Linked DNA regions of Hordeum vulgare: region 1 is linked to region 2. Evidence: chromatin contacts called from public Hi-C data. All regions are on one chromosome and are shown on one strand. Each heading gives the region's core, a stretch centred on a gene start, on an enhancer-like site or on the middle of the called end of the contact. The rest is flanking DNA. Distances are from core to core; before and after follow the strand shown. Region 1 holds the start of LOC123397549 (hypersensitive-induced response protein-like protein 1). Region 2 holds the start of LOC123397538 (probable ethanolamine kinase).

Region 1 (5,214 bases), core at 2,163-4,662, 400 kb before region 2:
AGATATTTGGAGTATTTCCGAATAGCACATAGTAGCAACATCTATAAGATGACATAAAGATTTGTAAAGAACACACGGATCTGAAAATTTCAGAACCGTTGACTAAAACCTCTCTCATGAGCAAGACGTGATCAGACCCCATAACTATATGGGTGTTGGATTCGTTGGAATCACATGGTGATGTGAACTAGATTATTGACTCTAGTGCAAGTGGGAGACTGTTGGAAATATGCCCTAGAGGAAATAATAAATTGGTTATTATTATATTTCTTTGTTCATGATAATCGTTTATTATCCATGCTATAATTGTATTGATTGGAAACACAGGCTAGCTCGTTGATCAAAGACAGTCAAGGTTTCCTGGTCATAGGCAAGTGTTGTCACTCGATAACGGGATCACATTATTAGGAGAATGATGTGATGAACAAGACCCAAACTATAAACGTAGCATATGATCGTGTCAGTTTATTGCTACTGTTTTCTACATGTCAATGTATCTGTTCCTATGACCATGAGATCATGCAACTCCCAGACACCGGAGGAATACCTTGTATGTATCAAACGTCGCAACGTTACTGGGTGACTATAAAGGTGCCCTACAAATATCTCCAAAGGTGTATTTGGGTTGACATGGATCAAGACTGGGATTTGTCACTCCGTGTGACGGAGAGGTATCTCGGGGTCCACTCGGTAATACAACATCACAACAAGCCTTGCAAGCAATGTGACTAAGGAGTTAGTTACGGGATCTTGTATTACGGAACGAGTAAAGAGACTTGCCGGTAACGAGATTGAACTAGGTATGGAGATACCGACGATCGAATCTCGGGCAAGTAACATACCGAAGGACAAAGGGAACAACATACGGGATTAGTTGAATCCTTGACATAGAGGTTCAACCGATAGAGATCTTCGTAGAATATGTAGGAGCCAATATGGACATCTAGGTCCCGCTATTGGTTATTGACCGGGGAGTGTCTCAGGTCATGTCTGCATAGTTCTCGAACCCGCAGGGTCTGCACACTTAAGGTTCGGTGACGTTTCGGTATTATTGAGTTATGTGTGTTTGGTAACCTAAAGTTGTTCGGAGTCCCGGATGAGACCCCGGACATCACGAAGAGCTCCGGAATGGTCCGGATGTAAATATTGATATATAGGAAAGTGGGTTTTGAACTCCGGAAAAGTTTCGGGCATTTCCGACAGTGTACCGGGAGTGACGAATGGGTTTCGGGGGTCCACCAGGTGGGCCCACCCACCCCAAAGGGTCTCATGGGCTGTGGGAGGACGTGGACCAGCCCTTAGTGGGCTGGCCGAAGCCTCCACTAAAGCCCAAGGCGGATTGGAGGTGGGAAGGAAAGAAATCCAAAGGTGGAAAGGGTTTCCAAGTGGAGAGGAGGAATCCTACTCCTAGTAGGATTGGATTCGGACTCCTCCACCTCCAATTTCGGCCAAACCTTGAGGGTTTGAGGCTGCCTCCTCCCCTCCCTCCCTCTTATATATACTAGAGGTTTTAGAGGTGAGGGCTAACCCTAATTGCCACGTGCTCCCTCTACTTGTGTCTAGATTTGTTTCTCCTCTAGTCTAGTTCGGCGGTGCTTAGGAGAAGCCTTACTGGATTAGTTCACCACCACCACCACCATGCCGCCGTGCTGGAGAACTCATCTACCTCTCCGCCTCTCTTGCTGGAAAGAAGGCGGGGATCGTCATCGAGCTGTACGTGTGCTGAACACGGAGGTGTCGTCCGTTCGACACTAGATCGGGATGGATCGTGATGGGATCGCGGGACGGATCGTGATGAGATCGCGGGACGGGCTGCGATTTGGATCGCGAAGATGTTCCACTACCTCAAACGCGTTATATACGCTTCGGCTTAGCGATCTACAATGGTATGTGGATTAACTCTCCCCTCTCGTGGATGATCATCACCATGGATAGATATTGCGTGTGCGTAGGAATTTTTTTGTTTCCCATGCGACGTTCCCGAACAACTACGTGCACGACGGGACGTTGCCGCAGGACGTTCACGACGGTCAATTTCTTCATCCAGTCTTACACCTCAGATTTACATGTGATAAAGGGTCATGTGAACACTCCATTGAGGCCACACGTGGCTCGGCTGTCCTCCCAATGGATCCCTCCGCCGGTGCTCCTTTTCAAGGTAAATGTTGATGTTGCTGTGTCACTGAATCAGAGACGAGGGGTTGCTGCAGCCATATGTCGTGATCACAATGGAATATTCCATGGGGCGTGAGCTATTGTCTTCAAAGGTATAAATGGTCCAACAACACTTGAAGCATTAGCGGTGCACGAGGCCTTGACCCTGGCGGAAGATCTCAATGCGCATAAGATATACTCCCTCCGTCAGAAAATACTTGTCCTAAAGATAAATAAAATGATGTATGTATAACTAAAATAAGTCTAGATACATTCATTTCGAAGACAGGTATTTCCGGACGGGGGGAGTATGTGGCTTGAGATTGCAAGGTGGTGGTGGATGATATTAAGCATGGAATCTGCCAAGCTATGAAGCTATATTACATGAGATTATAGACCATAAAAACTCATTTATATTCCGTACTTTTGTTCATGAGTTTAGAAGCTCGAATTTCAAGGCTCGCAATTTAGTGAAGCACGTTATTAGGTTAGGGATTTACCATCATGTGTGGTTAGGCAATCCCGATGATCTTGCATTTATTTCTATAAACATTGATCAGAGTTAAATAGAGCTTCGCGAGATTGTCTAAAAAAAAAAGGCTATAAGGCACTTTTTGTAGGCTGACCAAAATCCAGTGTACCATATTCTTTGGAGAAATGCGGCACCATTTTTGTGGCCATGGCAAGAAAAAAGAAATACTATTTGTTTAGACGATTCTGATTTCTTTTGTCATTGCCAACTCTTCCTAGTCTCGACAACGTCGACCAACTCATCATGAGTAGGCAAAACCTTGACCACAGTTTTGGTTAGCAAATACTACTAATATCTGTCAGAACAAACTTTAGATAAAACAAAAAAAATTACAGTAGTTTAGATGACAAAATGGCGTGTTGCTTACCGGAACCATGACGAGCAGAGAAAGGGATCAACACCGCAACTGACCAGCCGAAACCACGGGCTGGCTGGCAGGTAATCTCGGATCACCCACCGGTCATTGAAATTTCAAAAGCAGCACTAGCCTTGGAGGGGAAGACGGTCGCGTGGGCCCGGAGCGCAGGGTCAAGAAAGCGGAAAGAAAAGGACGGAGAAAAAGACTCCCCACGTTCTTATCTGCAGCGAGCTGCCCGTTGTTGCTCCTGCTTTCGCTCCGCCCGCCGGCTGGCAGCCAACTGAAATCCGGTACCAGCGCTACTCTCCGGCGCTAATCGCGATGATTTTCGCAGTAGGGGGGTCTTGGACTCCTCCGCTGGTCCTCATCCACAATGCCGACTATTTAGGGCCGCGCCGCGGCAGCAGGGAACACAACAGACGCCGTCCTCACTGCCACTGCCACTTCACCGCTCCCACCTTTCCCCACTCGTCTCTTCTTCTCCAAGCCCCCGGACGGAGGTAAAGAACCGTGGCCACCCCAAAAACCCTCGTTTCTCCCCCGTCCTTCTTCAGTTCTTCCTCGTTAGCTGACTATTTCTGGGTGAGATCCGGGCATTTCGTTGTGGTTCCTCTGCTCTAGGATTCCGCTCCGCTTCTTGGTAGGGGAGGGCTCGACCTTGACGGCCCGAGCACATCGATCTCCCTCTCTGTTTTTCATTTTTTTTTCCCGTTTTGTGTTCCTGTTCTCCTTCTCTGCTTTTGCCCTGCCCTGCTTCTTCGTTTGATGTAGTCTCTAGTCTAGTACGGAGTATTTGCGTGTCGTCGATGTCCTCAACCCGCACCACATCTCTTGCGCAATTTCTCCCGTGACTCTTTCTTCTTGTTCCGTTGCCTTTACCCTCTCTGCTTTTTTTTTGTTTGGAAAAAACCTAATGTTCAGGATGGATTTTACCCTGTTTTTCTCCACACGCTGTCTCTTTCTTGATGTCTGGTGCGACGACTCCAAGGTCTAGTCGTCCTCGATCTCTATCCTCTGCGATTTCCTCGTAATTATATAAATTGGAAGTTGCTGCAGTTTAGTCGTCTGGACTCTGGACGACGACTGTAGCGTGTGCGCGTGTACTAGTTGCTCCCAGTCCATATATTTTCCCTCGTTGGGTGTAGCATCAAATCTTATCCGGGTGTCTTTTCCCTAGTTTTCTCCTTATTAGATAATTAAGTAAGTACTTTTTGTGGATGCTTTGCTGCCGAAATCACTGAACTTTTGTGTGTGGTATGAGTAGGATCATAGAATTTTCTGCCCGTGGCCCCTCAAATCAAATAATAATGATGGCAACACCATCACTGAACCTTAAGCATCCTGTCGATGTCCAATCTAACTGTTCCTGTACGCCATTGTCTGCCGATTTGCATATATCATATCCCCCTGAAAGTGTTTATAATACTCAAGCATGCAAGTGGGGCATTAGTCAGTCAGTGCTTAGGGTCACTCCCTGATTGGTTCTGGTTCGTGTCTGTACAACGGGGTAATTGTAACATGGTGTAGGCTGTAGCACGTCGTTGCTTATAAATAGAACCGCAGACACCTCTTCCCTGCCCAAGTAATCACTCCACCCTGTCATTTGGCCCTATCCTAACACAGTAGCACGAGCCAATCATTATCTCTTTTGTCCTGCCGTTTCAAGTTTCAGCTTGGGCAAGTTCTGTTGCATACCTTGCATTCTTCTATCGTTTGCTTTCTAGTATTAAACATGTTCTCAAGAATTGCTTTTAAATTCGATATTGTCATATATGGAGTGGTTAATATTTGTTAGTTCTTTCGGCTTTCTTGTTTTCTGGAGCTCTACCGAAAGCCTTTAAAGTCGTTGTATTATGTATATGTATGCTAGTCATGTCTGAAGCCTTATAATGCTTATAAACGAATTAAATCATGTTGCTACTACTATTTTGTGTGTGGTGGGAGTGGGACCATAGATTAGTCTTCCGATTGTACATCAATCCTTTGGAATCAACAATGGTTTCAGGAAGAGCAGTTGCATTCTTTAGTATCTTACTATTGTCTAACCTGAGTGTTCTGTACGCAGTTGTCTCCTTTACAGTTAGCCTATGGCATTATGCATTTCTGAAAGTGATTCATATGTTTGTAAGTTAGCTCAAACGCCCAAGTGGGTGATCAGTGAATTGCTTAG
Region 2 (4,742 bases), core at 2,189-4,688:
ACATTCGGTAACCAACCATATAACTCAAATACGCATAAAACAACGTCGAACCTTAAGTGTGCAGACCCTGCGGGTTCGAGAACTATGTAGACATGACCCGAGAGACTCCTCGGTCAATATCCAATAGCGGAACCTGGATGCCCATATTGGATCCTACATATTCTACGAAGATCTTATCGTTTGAACCTCAGTGCCAAGGATTCATATAATCCCGTATGTCATTCCCTTTGTCCTTCGGTATGTTACTTGCCCGAGATTCGATCGTCAGTATCCGTATACCTATTTCAATCTCGTTTACCGGCAAGTCTCTTTACTCGTTCCGTAATACAAGATCCCGCAACTTACATTAAGTCACATTGCTTGCAAGGCTTGTGTGTGATGTTGTATTACCGAGTGGGCCCCGAGATACCTCTCCGTCACACGGAGTGACAAATCCTTGTCTCGATCCATACTAACTCAACGAACACCTTCGTAGATACCTGTAGAGCATCTTTATAGTCACCCAGTTACGTTCCGACGTTTGATACACACAAAGTATTCCTCCGGTCTCAGTGAGTTATATGGTCTCATGATCATAGGAACAAATACTTAACACGCAGAAAACAGTAGCAACAAAATGACACGATCAACATGCTACGTCTATTAGTTTGGGTCTAGTCCATCACGTGATTCTCCTAATGACGTGATCCAGTTATCAAGCAACAACACCTTGTTCATAATCAGAAGACACTGACTATCTTTGATCAACTGGCTAGCCAACTAGAGGCTTGCTAGGGACAGTGTTTTGTCTATGTATCGGCACATGTATTTAAGTCTTCATTCAATACAATTATAGCATGGATAATAAACGATTATCTCGATACAGGAATTATAATAATAACTATATTTATTATTGCCTCTAGGGCATAATTCTAACAAAAATGTGTTTGCCGCGCGCGCTTCGGCTGGTTTAGCGCGGGGATAGGCGCTGGCTCCAACAGCCGCGTTACAATGCAGCGCGCGAGCGCCGCTCCAGCAGTGCCCAAAAATGCAGCGCGCGCAGCACGCACAAACCACATATACATTTCAAAAAATAGGAGCAAAAACGATCAAACAAGCAAAATAAATCAACAATAAATAGTCATTACAACTCAAACAAATAGTTTATCCTTCAGTACAACAAATAATGCAATAAACACAACCAATAGTTCATGAACAATACAATACAAATAATGCAATAAACACAACCAAATCATGCTCTTTGTCGTCCATGCCATGCCCACCACTCTTCAATCAGATCCTTCTGAAGATCATTGTGCGTTGCGGGACGCCGAATGACATGATAGGAGGCAACAAAACGGGCTACCCTTTCAGCCCTCCGTCGCACTCGCACGGGATGTCCCAAGAGCTCATACTGTAAGTAATCTAAATCTTGGCCACGCTCATTCTCGATGATCATGTTGTGCATGATCACACAAGCGTGCATGATGTACCAAAGCATTTTTTGATCTCAGAATCTAGCCGGTCCTCTCACAATAGCAAATTGGGCTTGCAAAATCCCAAATGCTCTCTCCACATCTTTTCTAGCAGCTGCCTGAGCATTGTGGAAATCAAGATTTTTCTTACCTTCCGGCTTTTTCAACGGCTTCACAAAGGTTTGCCACTTTGGATATATGCCATCCGCTAGATAATAGCCATAGTTGTACGTACGACCATTTGCTACAAACTGCACCGGTGGCAACTCACCATCTGCAATCTTATTCATCAGTGGTGACCGGTTGACACCATTGATATCATTTAAAGATCCAGGCATTCCAAAGAATGCATGCCAAATCCAAGTCTCCTGATCGGCCACCGCTTCAAGGATTATAGTGGAGCCCTTTTTTTGGCCGTGGAATTGCCCATGCCATGCCTTTGGACAATTCTTCCAACTCCAATGCATGCAATCTATTGAGCCAAGCATGCCAGGACAGCCGCGAGCCTTGTTCATCGCCAATAGCCTTGCGACGTCTTCAGCAGTGGGAGATCTCAAATACTCCTCGCTAAACACTTGCACAATTCCCACTGCAAAGCACTTGACACACATGATGGCTTGACTCTCACCCATAGCCAAGTGATCATCAACTAGATCAGCCGGGATACTGTTTGCCAACATACGCAATGCGGCTGTCACCTTCAGAAAGGTGCTATGCCCGAGCTCTCCGGCGGCATTCCTCCTTTGCTGAAAAAACCGGTCATGGCTCGCTAGTTTCTCTGCAATGCGCTTGAACAAGTCTGTGCTCATCCTAAACCGGCGACGAAAATACGACTACGGGTATGTGGGATTCTCCACGAAATAGTTCTTCATCAATCTGTTATGGGCATCAATCCTATCTCTCCAAATTTTCTCCCGACCCATAACCGAACCACCGTGCTTCGGTTTTTTATTGATATGCATAGCTATGATCATTGCAAGATCCTCCTCCTCTTCCATATCAAATTCTTCTTCGGAAGAATCATACGACGAACTCATCTACAATGTTCAATACTATACTATAAAAACTACCATTCAAAACATGCACCAAATTCATAAGTTTGGAGCAATACTTACCTTGTAGGCGTTTTGTCGAACACCTTGCGGGCGCGGCGCGGCAGCGAGCTCTCGGGCGCTGTTCCTCGGACGTCGGAGGTGCGCGAGGGCCGGCCGGACTAGGAGGGGGTGGGGCGGAAGCGCGGCGGTGCGGGGAGGCCGGGGAAGCGCCTGAACGGTCGCCGGGGGGCGCGGGCGGCGCCCGCAGCGGAGACAGGCCGGGGAAGCGCCTGAGTGGCCGCCGGCGGGCGCGGGCGACGACGGCGGCGCGGGGATAGGCGAGGGAAGCGCTGAACGATCGCGGGGGCGCGAGCGGCGGCGGCGGCGCGGCCGGATGGGGGGAGCGAGCGCGGGAGAGTCGCGGGTGCGGGAGCCGGCGCAGCAAATAAGGGGCGCGGGATTGCGTTTCGGTCAGCGAGCTGAACTGGAAATGGCGCGCGCCCGCTGGAGCTGCCAGCCGCGTTGCGCGCGCGCTAAAACTGCTTTTTTTACGGTGTGACGCTTGTATGGCGCGTGTTGGAGATGGTCTAACAAAATCACCATCCATCCAAAATATCTCGAGAGAAAAACAGAGCCGGCATCGCCCCAAATCCAGACAGCCCCAGCGACAGTGAGCAACAGACAAAGGGAGGAGGGCCCCCCATCACGTGACTGTTGAGCGGGCCCGTACAAGCCACCGAATCCTCACCGTCCATCACGCCACACAAAAGCCCGTCGCTGTCCCATCCCAGGGACCACGCGATTGCCGCCACGGGCACCCTACCCGGTGGGTAGGTCGGTGGGGCCTGGGCATCAGCTGACGTGGGCGGCCCCTCCTGGCCTCCCCCGCCACGCGGCGGGTGGCGACTGGGCCCTATAAATGGTGTCCTCTGTTCGAGGCCCCGCATTCCTCCACCACACTTCCGTCCCTCTCCGATCGCATCGCATCGCATCGGCACCGAATCGCCTTGAGGCTCCCACCAGAATAGCCCCGCGACAACGAGCTTCCTCGCGCGAGCGAAAGGATCGCCCGGAAGCGAGGGACATGGGATCGGATGGCCGGAGCTGGAGCGGGGTCGCCGGCGGTGCCGGCGGCGGCGGCGAGGAGAAGACGAGGGCGGCGCCGGCGGAGGTGCCCACGTCGGCCGCCGCGGTCGACATCTCGCTGCCGCTCCCCGAGATGACCCCCCGCGTCATGCAAGTCCCCTGACCCCTCTCCCCATTTTGCTTCTGCGCGCGCGGGTGTATGAACTGACGGTGTTTGGAGAAATGCCTAGTAGAGAGCGACAGGCGCCGCTGCCCCTGATTATTTCCCCGCTTCCCGTTTTGTTTTTCTAATATAATAAGGTTGCTTGCTTCTCCAGAGATCTCTGCAAGGAGTTGGTGAAGGGGTGGTCGTCCCTGGACAGCTCGTGCTTCTCCATCTCGACGGTGTCCGGCGGTATCACCAACCTGTGTGAGTTCTGCTCCTTGCCAGTGGCATGGCTTGCGGCACTGTCCTGGCTCCTGATCCATCTCCCTCACATGACTACCTGAGCATGCTTGAAAGAGGAAAAAAACAGAGGCTATGTAATTATAGTAATTCTTAGGCAAGGCAGTTGCTTGAATTGTCCACACAGACCATGCCATAACTTAATGACTGCACTTTAATGTTTGCTTGCTGCCACACTTTGCTCATCGTTTCAGATGTGGCACTAGAACTTGATTGCATCTGGCAGCCTTTTTGAGACCATACACTCTTTATCATCAGTGTTTTGCACTCATTTCTGCTTCGAAAACACTCCTACTATCATTGCATCCGGAGTTCAGGACCCATTATTTTAGAGGCGTTATGAAATAATAACCGTTTCTATGAGCAACTGTACATAATTTACTTGTGAATCATAGATACAGCAATAATACCTAAATGATTATCTTATATTGTTCGTGATGTTCATGACCTGCAGTGCTGAAAGTATCTGTCAAAGAAGGCACGGATAGTCAGTCTTCTGTGACTGTTCGGCTGTATGGCCCAAATACAGACTTGGTGATTGATCGGGAGAGGGAATTGCAGGTGAGAGTTTCAATCATAGTGTATGAAAATTGTTTGTGCTACTGGCATGTAGTAATATTTACCTGCATTCTGTAGTGTTCCTGTGATTGATTGTCCATTACAGTATTGGTTTATTTGTTGGTGCTTTCTTAGTTGTGGTTCAGTTTAAAATTTCTGAAATGC

What was found. Hi-C and Micro-C count contacts between places; a contact is called where the count stands out from the background.
Region 1: a contact with region 2 is called in a Hi-C map of seedling, with 2.7 times the contacts expected there. The contact joins the promoter of LOC123397549 here to the promoter of LOC123397538 in region 2. A contact is called at or near these places in 3 of 6 Hi-C or Micro-C datasets (leaf and seedling) and 1 of 1 datasets of contacts at active chromatin or transcription factors (embryo).

The regions. Positions count from the first base shown.
Region 1 is chr5H:433,119,295-433,124,508 of MorexV3_pseudomolecules_assembly, reverse strand. LOC123397549 (hypersensitive-induced response protein-like protein 1) reads left to right here and starts at 3,412. Exons shown (of 7, transcript XM_045092081.1): 1 at 3,412-3,544.
Region 2 is chr5H:432,723,451-432,728,192 of MorexV3_pseudomolecules_assembly, reverse strand. It overlaps LOC123397538 (probable ethanolamine kinase), which reads left to right and starts at 3,438. Exons shown (of 11, transcript XM_045092065.1): 1 at 3,438-3,724; 2 at 3,892-3,983; 3 at 4,474-4,580. The coding sequence starts at 3,573. It overlaps LOC123396828, which reads right to left and starts at 2,275. Exons shown (of 3, transcript XM_045091634.1): 1 at 1,809-2,275. The coding sequence starts at 2,275.